Regions from separate parts of the Mus musculus genome. Here region 2 is linked to region 1. The links are chromatin contacts, called in public Micro-C maps. All regions are on one chromosome and are shown on one strand. The core of a region is the stretch at or near the end of the contact, and the rest is flanking DNA. Distances in the headings are between cores, read along the strand shown. Region 1 has its middle 6.3 kb from the start of Gm46262. Region 2 holds the start of Pimreg (PICALM interacting mitotic regulator).

The links. A called contact is a pair of places that touch in the nucleus more often than the background predicts.
Region 2: a contact with region 1 is called in a Micro-C map of muscle stem cells, with 5 times the contacts expected there. The contact joins the promoter of Pimreg here to the enhancer-like site in region 1. A contact is called at or near these places in 3 of 39 promoter capture datasets (HPC-7-derived erythroid cells, liver and macrophages), 1 of 15 datasets of contacts at CTCF or cohesin (CD8 T cells), 9 of 484 Hi-C or Micro-C datasets (the C10 cell line, CD4 T cells, LSK cells and 4 more), 1 of 115 datasets of contacts at active chromatin or transcription factors (fibro-adipogenic progenitors) and 4 of 9 other capture datasets (adipose tissue, liver, macrophages and 1 more).

Annotation. Positions count from the first base shown.
Region 1 is chr11:71,974,521-71,979,103 of GRCm38.p6, reverse strand. No RefSeq gene overlaps it. Among named protein-coding and RNA genes, the nearest start is that of Gm46262, 6.3 kb to the right of the region's middle. Within about 2 kb of position 1,668, at least 12 of the 459 cell types and tissues checked have an H3K27ac peak or open chromatin away from gene starts, as enhancers often do. A contact at or near this core is called in muscle stem cells, where this site is marked.
Region 2 is chr11:72,039,595-72,044,264 of GRCm38.p6, reverse strand. It overlaps Pimreg (PICALM interacting mitotic regulator), which reads right to left and starts at 1,763. Exons shown (of 6, transcript NM_144526.3): 1 at 1,731-1,763; 2 at 928-1,248. The coding sequence starts at 1,215. It also overlaps a transcript of Aipl1 not described here.

The DNA.
Region 1 (4,583 bases), core at 419-2,918:
ATCACCTCCCATCCTTTTAAAAGATTCCATTTTTAAAATACCTAGCTTTTCAAATCAGCTCAGTATTGGTTCTTACCCATCCAGTCGTTTTTCTCTCTCACATTGCAAACTTTCACAGCGTTTAAACAGTTATATTTGTTCTTATAAACTTAAGAGGCTTCTGGTGCCACACATTTCTTATTATGTCGAATGAGCCCAGGTAAGAATGATGTCTCTTATCCCACAGATCTGCAGCCAGTGCTTTTCTTAGCACACACTCCTAATTATGTTAGCCTTGTCCTTGAGAACCTCGGGAGTGTATTTTAGTTAGGTTCCCATTGCTGTGATAAAACTTGGGGAGGAGATGGTTTGTTTTATCTTAGAGGTTGTACTCTATCATCCAGGGAAATCAGGGAAGAAACTCAAGGCAGGATCCTGGAGGCAGGGGCTGACAGAGCGCTGCTTATCCCTTTGCTCCTCGTGGTGAGTCTCGGCCTCCTCCTTCTCTCCCTTTTCCCGTTTCTATTTGTAAAGTAGGTAAAAGCACTTCTTGGTTCACAGGCTGTAGACAGCATGTACAGGCTGGAGATTAGGGACAAGCTGAAGGTTGCTGGACCCCCATCTGAATGGGATCGTGTTTGTTTCTGAGGCATGTTGGAATAAAGTCTCACAAACAGTGCAGCTTAGAATAATACAGGTTTATTGTTCCACCATTCTGGAGGCAGGGGGTCTGAGGCCAGGGCGGTGGCAGCACTATGCTTCCTGTAGATCAGCAGGGCAGTCCTTCCCCACGTCTGTCTGGCTTGTGGTGGACCCTGGCTTTCAATGATGTCCTTGGCTGAAGCTCTGTTACACCAATCCTGTTCTCATATGGTCTTCTCCTTGTGCCTGTGTCTTCACATGGTCACCTTCTGGTGAGGACACCAGCCACACCGGAGGAAGAACCTGCCTTGTTCCAGGGTAACCTCATCTTAACACATGGTATCTGCAACATTTCTATTTTCAAATAAGGTCACGTTCTGAGTGTTAGAGGGTGGAATTGCACAATACATGCTTTTTATTTGGATGGGGCACAGGGGAGTCAATTGATCACTTAATAACACCAATCATTTGGGGACTGATAATGCAAAAGTCTTTTCAGTGTTTAATAGTGTCCTAAACTAATTAATTTGTACCATTCTCACAAACTTAAAGCAATGCTTATTTATCCATCAATGTAATTTAAAATTTGTCTTGCCGTTAAGTACTTGGGATTTCTTCTTAAGTGAACTTGGCCTTTAGTTTTCTAAACTCATGGTTTTATTGTATCCAAACAATATGTAGCTTAGATTTCTGTGCTTGTCTATGCATGGGGACAGTTTTCACAGCAATATGAGCTATTATCCTGGGAAAATCTGAAAGAAGTCACCAGTAAACCTATGGCCTTTTACATTTATTTATTTATCAATTTGAAAAGATTTTTCTAATTCTGGATTTACTCCTTAGTTACAGCCCCGTCTCTCTTTGTGGATGGCCATATCTGAATCATCAGGACAATTGCTTGGAGGTACAGAGATGCTCTTTTGTACCGGACAAGTACTAGTAGTGGACAAGTACTCCCAACTGAATGAGAGCAAAGATAGGCTTTGGTTGTGAGCGATCACTTCAGGGGAGTAAGTGATGCAAGGATTTGCCTAAGGCACAGGCATGGCGCAGGCCGTGGCCATCCCAGGCACACCCACACATTCTGAAGTGCTTGTGTGGCGAGACTGCGCTCAGGGAAGTGTCTGTGCTGACATTCTGTTAGCAGACAGTGCCACCAGAAGTCATTGAGGCAAAGTGACCACAGCTGTCCTAAGCCTTCACTAGAACCTGACAAGCCATGCGGCTACTTAACAGCTTGGCACACTGAGGGCTCACGTGTCTCTCTCTCCACCACCCCTACCATGTTCCACGCTCCTCACAAGCCCAGGAGGACACCTGTTCTCTGTTGGGCACCCACAGGTAATGTGGCCAGAGTGACCCACTGAAAATGGGATTTCTGGCTGTTCTCTGGAGCTGCTGGAACCAACATGCTTTCCCATATGCTTGGACCTTCTTGCAATTCCTCCATCTGTTTCTGGGGAATGTGAAAGAATGTAATGATCTTTTCTGGGGTTATTAAACCGACAGCTGTTGTCATTAATAGAGGGCATTCTTCACTGTGGTGAGCAAACGCTAGTCATAACTCCAGCCTGTCGTTTGCGCTCTCAGTAATGACTAGTGCATTTGTCTCAAGACCAGGGTTATGAACACCGGGGGGTTCTAACGCCAGCTTTGAACATGATTCATCTTCAAAGCATGGGCGACCTCACTTCTTTTTTTTTTTTTTTTTTTTTTGTATTGCAGGCAGCTTTCGAGGCAAAAAAAAAATGTATAATTGGCAAAAACAAAATCCAATCTCCAAGCCATTGGCTTTCTTTGAAAATGAAGGAGTCTGGGTGCTAAAAAGCCAAGATTACATTTTACTGCGCATTTCAAATTATGGCTCATTTTCGGGTGGAATGTTAGCGGCAGAGAGAAACCAGCATTTACAGTTTGAATTGAAGAGTTTTTTTCCCCCTACTGTCACAGTTAGAAAGTAGGAGGCAGGGCTGCCTGCCACAGCAAACAGGGAAGAGAAGGCTGAACAGGAGACCTCCCCACCCCTGCTGGCCTTCTTCTGCCCCAAGGGCAGAGTGGGTCTCACTGCCTTGAGGTGTGGTCTTTGGGGTTCGTGTGTCCCAATACCAATAGCAGGAGGCAGTTTGTGGTGCACAAAACAGGGAAGGCAGTGAAGTATCTGGGTGTTCTTATTCTGGTAGCTCCTATGTGTCTGCCTTGGAAGTCAGGTTCTTAACCTGGGCTCTGACGGTGCTGTGCAGGACCCATTCTGGTGAGAAGCAGTGGGTACGAATAGCCAGGGTTGAGATAGGCCCACGAAGAGCGACCTTTACAATCACAGTGACAGTGGGTTTGGTCCCCTGGTGCTCTTTCTGCATGAGGCCAGGCACACCTTCGGTGGAAGTGGGCACTTAGGGGTTTGCTCTGGATCTTGGATCAGACAGATCTGAGTTTGACCCAAGGTCTAACAGCTAGGACATTAGGACCAAGGTCAGCCTTAAGGCCTTTGTTTGAAGCCCTCTCTGTTAAAGGGTGTGAAAAGTCAAAAGCCAAGGTTGGAGTGGGGTTCAATGGTTAAGACGACCAGAGTTTGAGTCCCAGCTCCAAGGTTGAGTGGTTGACAGCTGCTTATGAAACTCCAGCTGCAGAGGATATGGTGGCCCCAACCTGTACTGCACTCATGGACACAATCCCTGCCCTCACTGCACGTATATATAATTGAAAATAAAACTGTAATAAATCTAAAAAACAGTCACAGCCCACAGCAGAAAGTGAAGTGCTCAGCATATGGGGGTGGGGTGGGTGGAAGAAATGTGCAGGGAGGGGGTGACTGGCACTGACACACAAGGTCATTGTCCTTAAGATCTATTCTCTGCAGTGATGGATCTGCTCTATTTGTCTTCTTTTCTCCACTCACTTGGAAGGGCTTAGAATATCTGAATATGTACTGGACACTGTGCAAACGCCTGGGATTCTAGTGCCTGGGGGATCTGCCCCTAACCCTCTTCTATCCACTCCCCTAATCACTCCCCTAACCTTCTCCTAACCACTCCCTCAACTACTTCCCTAACCATTGAGCCACGCCTCCTACAGCAGTCTAGTGGGGGAGATAAGCACTCACCAAAAGGACCCTGGGTCCCTGCAGGGTGCTACTGGGGAGCAGAGGAGTGGCACCCATCCCAGTCTTGGCAGGGATCAGAGAAGGCTGCCTGGAGAATGAGACATATCTTCTCAGTGCTAAAGACAAGCAGGCTTCACCCAACCTGCAGAGGGTGGGAAACAGTCTAAGCAGAGATGTAACAGAAGTAAAAATGTTCCCACGTTAGTCCCCCAGCCTGAAGCTGGGGTGTAGTGGGGAGCCAGGAAAAGTAAGGTGCATGTGTGTGTGTGTGTGACACGCGCACGCGCCCGCATGATTTTTCCTATTGGTCTTGCACACTGTCCTATGCACCAATTAGAATATAAAATCAGGGCAAGTGGAAATTAAGTGGGTTCTGTGCCACTTGCTTGGGAACTATCAGCTCTGCCAAGAGCTTTAGTCACCCAGCAAGGTATCTCCCACCACGTCTTTGTATTATGAAGGAAAGAAAGAGAAAACAAATCTCTTTGGTGTGGTTGTGTTTATTCCCTCCAGATACACTACTCTTTGCGGGCAGATTCTCTACAAGGACTTTATCCTGCAGTGTCCCCAATCTTTCCTGTTTTCAGGACAATTGACCCACAATGGTGCCCTCACATTTCTCTCTCAGGTTTCCAGTGAGCGCTGTAGAGCACCTGCCTAGGGCACATAAGGACCCAGGTTTGATGCCAAGAACTCTAAACCAAACTAACAAACCAACAAACATCAACAACAGAAGCATTAACAAGTAGAAGATCCACTGGTAGATTTCTCTTAGGGAAATCACTTCCACTGGAAGGAGCTGAGAGATGCTGACCTTGTCCTGACATCCCTCACACTGAAGAAAACATTTCTCTAACCCGGA
Region 2 (4,670 bases), core at 514-3,013, 65 kb before region 1:
CCAGGGGCCATTCCCCCTTCTCTTCTTAGAGGTCTGCTCATTCTCATAGCTTCTGTCCTGTCCAGGGGACACCTGCCCACATCTCCAGCTCCAGGTTTAAAGACCTAGGTGGGGTCAACATGATATCGTAACAGGTACATCTTCTTGCCACCAAACCAGGCAACTCGTGTGATCTCCAGAACCCACACGGTGGAGGGAGACCTTATTCCTTCTCTGACCTCCAGACAAGTACCACTGCATAAGCGCTCCTCCCATAGATAAATATTAAAACATTAAAAGAAGATATCTGCTCGAAGGCTCTTGGACACACCACACACAAACACCACCCCTCAAATCTGCCTTCTGAACCGCTCAGGAAGTTGCACCCTTTCTGCAAGCCCCGCTCCTCTGCCTTTTTCTACCAAATAGTTGACAGCTAAGGTGTAAGAGTGTGACTGGGAGACTTTAAATGGGGGTCAGCACACAGGATCACCTCTCTCACTATACTGACTGCTTAGCTTCACACTGGGGACTCTTCTCTTCAGCATCCACGCTGGACTCACTCACAGCATCCCACTGGCCCTGTGCCTACATACACCTCCCCTTTCCTGAGTGATCTTGGAAGAGTCACCTATTCTAGGAAGTCTTTATCCACTAAGCTTGAGACTGGTATCTCTTTATAGATAGCCATTTCCTGCAATTTTCTATCACAGGACATGGCAGGTCACCTTGCATGGGGAACACCAATTTCTTCCATGACTTTATTCACCTACTGATTTGTTGGGAAACTATTATGTGCCAGAATGACCGGGGTTCTGGGAAAATGGCAAGAACCTAATCAAACCCCAAGACCCCATGGAGTCTATATTCCTGGGGTCTCCCTGAGGATAGGGACAGTCAACACCAAGGACGCTTCTGTAAACAGACGGCTGGTGGTGTCATTGTTACCTGGGACATGGCACCCAAGGCGCTTTTGGCTGAGCGAGCTGCAGCCTGAAGACCTTGCTGCTCTGGCTCTGGACTTTCCAGGCGTTTCCAGGAGGGGCCGTTACCGAGGTTCAGGCTGACCGCTCTCAGAGGCAGCCTCCTTTGGAATTGTCTGCACAGGGAGCCCAAGGGACCGGTCTCCGGATGACCCCCAGCAGACCGGGTCACCTCCTTCTTCTCTAGCTGTTCCTCCTTTAGGAGTGATCGTCTGCGCACAGAGGTCCTCATGCCCTGCCACTGAGACGCCATGTGCTTGGTCCAGTTTCCGCTGCCCGCTAGATCCTGGGGAGGTCAAAAGGTCATCAAAGTACTCCCTGACCCCATTCCAAGGCTCCAGGGACCTTGGGAACTGGGAAAGAGATGAAGTGGAACCTCGCGGGGTAGGCCTGTTGGGCAATTGTGGATGCCAGAAAGATGACCAATGGCATCATGGTCAGCAGCTGCCTCCGTTGCAAGGCGGCAATTTGTCCGTCTTTCCATCCTAGCCTATTCCCCATAGGCTAAGTGGAGTGGCACACAGGTCACGGAGCCTCGGCGCTTACGCAGGGCACCAGCAGTATGCTGTTTTCACAAATTTTCCTCTCCGGAGCAGATTTAGCAATCCAGCCAAGGCCTCGGATCCGATGGGGCGTTTGCAACTCCTAGACATTCCCTTTGTCTTGTGGGTCCTATCCAGAGCTCCTGACCCGTTCCCCATTCAGAGCTCCCCGTGAGACCGTCCCCCACCCCCCTCCTTAAGCCCCTCGGTAACCCCGCATGCTCACCTCCCTGCTCGATACCCGGACCCGAAGATCAACACCCTCTCCTAGCCCACCGCAGCCGATTTGAAACTCCGCGCGGCCCCGCCCCGCCCCGGCGCTTGCAGCCCATTGGCCCTATCAGCCATCCACCACCGCCGCCCCGGATTTCGATTGGTCTTTTTCTCTCGTGACTGTAAATCCTGCTTTGGGATTGGCCTGGCCACGCCCATACATCGTTCGTAGACCCCCCACCTGGCTCGCCGCAGAGGGGTCCAGGTCGCCACCGGATCACTGTTACCGACCAGCCCGCCTCCCTACATCCCGGCTGCTTGGTCCCAGGCGACCGCGCCTAGTCCATCGTTCTCCCAAGCTCTCTTCTTCAAGCATGCAGGTCAGGGTGCAGGATGCTGCGGGGGTTCAGGTCACCGCCACCCAGGGCACGCGCCCCTTTCAGTCCTTCACCCCGCCTAACTTCTCTCCCACGATAAGTAGTTTTGTCAAAGCGATAGGCTGGGACTGCCGAGCTTTGCGATCCCTGGGAAGTTTTGTTTCAAATTCCCCGCGTAATTCTCTTCCTTCCTGCGAGATGGCCCTGCCCCTGTCTGTTCCTCAAACAAACACCCTGCTGGCGGCGCCCAAGAAAGCACATCTCAGAGGAGGGGACAGACTGTAGATCACCCTCTCCACAGTTAGGTCAGTTCCTCTGCCGGGTCTTGCTCTACGCATCTTTCAATCTTTCTTTCCTGTAGTCTGCCAGCAAGCTAAAAAAACAAAACAAGAAACAAAGACGACGACGACAAACAACAGCAACCCAGGCTGGGTCACTTTCTCCCATGCTTTCATTTTTATGGTTTTGACTTTTTTTAAAAAAAATATTTTTATTTTTAATTATATGTCTCTGTGCATGTAAATGCCTGTGGGGTGGCGTGGTGGCGACACAGAAGAGGAAGTCAGACCCTCTGGAGCTGGAGTTAGAGGTGGTTGGTTCTAACTGGCCACACTCAGCCTCCCCAAGATTGAAATCAAGGGGCCTGGCGTGCCACCACAATGGGGCCTTCTTATCGGTCCTCAAAAAAGAATTTCTCTTCTCCCTCCTCTCTCCTTTCCTCAGCCTGGAGTGAGACTCCTAGAGACTCTTCAGGCCTCTTCCTGGTGTCAGGATTGTCTGACCCTCTCCTGACCTCAGTGTTTACCTCCCAACCCCCTATAATAATAATGGTTGATTTGTGTGTAGCACTTGCAAACACTCCCTTTCTATCAGCAAGCCCAGTTTATCCCCAGTGCTCTGCAGCTCTGTGAGGTAGCTGGGGTGTGGAGAGACTGGCCGTACACTTCACTCACTAACTGTAGCAGGGTGAAGGACCCAAAGGCCATGCATGCAGGGACGTTGTCTGTGTGACCAGGGTTGACCCCCTCACTGTTGCTCCTCAGACCCCACCCTTTTCCAGCTGGGGTCTCTCCCTTGACTCCTGAAGCCAGCACTCTTCTGGGTCCTGTCACCTCCTGCTGGCTGCATAAAGCCAACAGAGCCAAGACACTGGTTCCCTGCTCCCCCAAAGTCTCTCTAATCTCACCAAGGGGAACTTGTGACTTATTAAACTCTGTGCTTTCTTCCTTCTTACACCCATGGGTCTCAAGTTCAGCATGTGTAGAGAGACAAGTATTTCCAGACCAAATCTCCAATAATCAATCAGAGAACTGTACCGTTATCTAAACGTGAGACCTTGACAATGAGCTGGCTAGGCAGAGGATATGTTTGTAGGCATTTATCTTTGTGACTGTGTGTTTGTGTTTTGTTTTTTGCACAGGACATATCATGTTTAAGACCACTCTTTGAAAGAAACCACACACACATACACACACACACACACACACACACACACACACACACACACACACACAAACACTCCCCTCTCTCTCTCTCTGTCTCTCTCTCTGTCTCTCTCTCTCTGTCTCTGTCTCTCTCTCTGTCTGTCTCTCTCTGTCTCTGTCTGTCTCTCTCTGTCTCTGTCTTTCTCTCTCTGTCTGTCTCTCTCTGTCTCTCTGTCTCTCTCTGTCTCTCTCTCACACACACACACAACCCCAAACAAATCTCCCTGAACTACTGTGACTGTTTGATGTGCTCAGAGAAACTCTATTGCTGTCACCTTGGGTGACAGTGGATATAGGCTGAGGTTCGAGAGCCTATGAGCTCTCTTTTGCTTGATGATTTTGTCCCCCAGCCCCTCTCTCCTCCATGGGATTGTTTACCAGGAATCAGAAATGCGTGCTTCTCAACCTGCTTGTGTTAGGCCACTTGTGTTTGTGATCACAATCAGGAGATACTTGCAGTGAATCAGAGGGAGGAGGAGAGTGCTTTCTATGAAGACGGAATTCAAAGTGTGGGTATGACTCAATGAAGACGAAACACTAGGAAATGATTCTCTCCCTCCCTCTCTCTCTCTCTCTCTCTCTCTCTCTCTCTCTCTCTCTCTCTCTTTGTTTTTTCAGCGCTTTCCCGCACTCAGTTCCCCCAGCACCTGCCACAGCGCCTGGAGTGTCAAGGCATCCATAATAAGGGCTTATAATTTCTGAGCCCTTAACCACTCGTCAGACACTCAGCTAAGAGCATCCACATTCTTGCTCCTCCGTTCTCACTGTAGGTCTAGGGAGTCGGATCTATTTTTAACCTCATTACTGATGACGACACTGGAGATTCAGACAGGCGGAGATCCTGGGTCTCTGACTCTGAGCCCCGTGTTCCTCTCTTTGGGTCACACATCCTTGCTAAGCATCTAGAGCGTGTGTGCATGCATGGCATGTCTGTAGAGAGACTTCTGAATGCTTGCAGCCCTCTACCCTTTTGCCACTTGGAGCTGTAACTGGCGGACCAGGTTAATGAAGGGAAGTCTCCATGGCAACGAAAGAAGGCAGAAGAAGTATTTTCTTCTGAATGGGAAGCTGCTCCCTTCAGCCATGCATAGA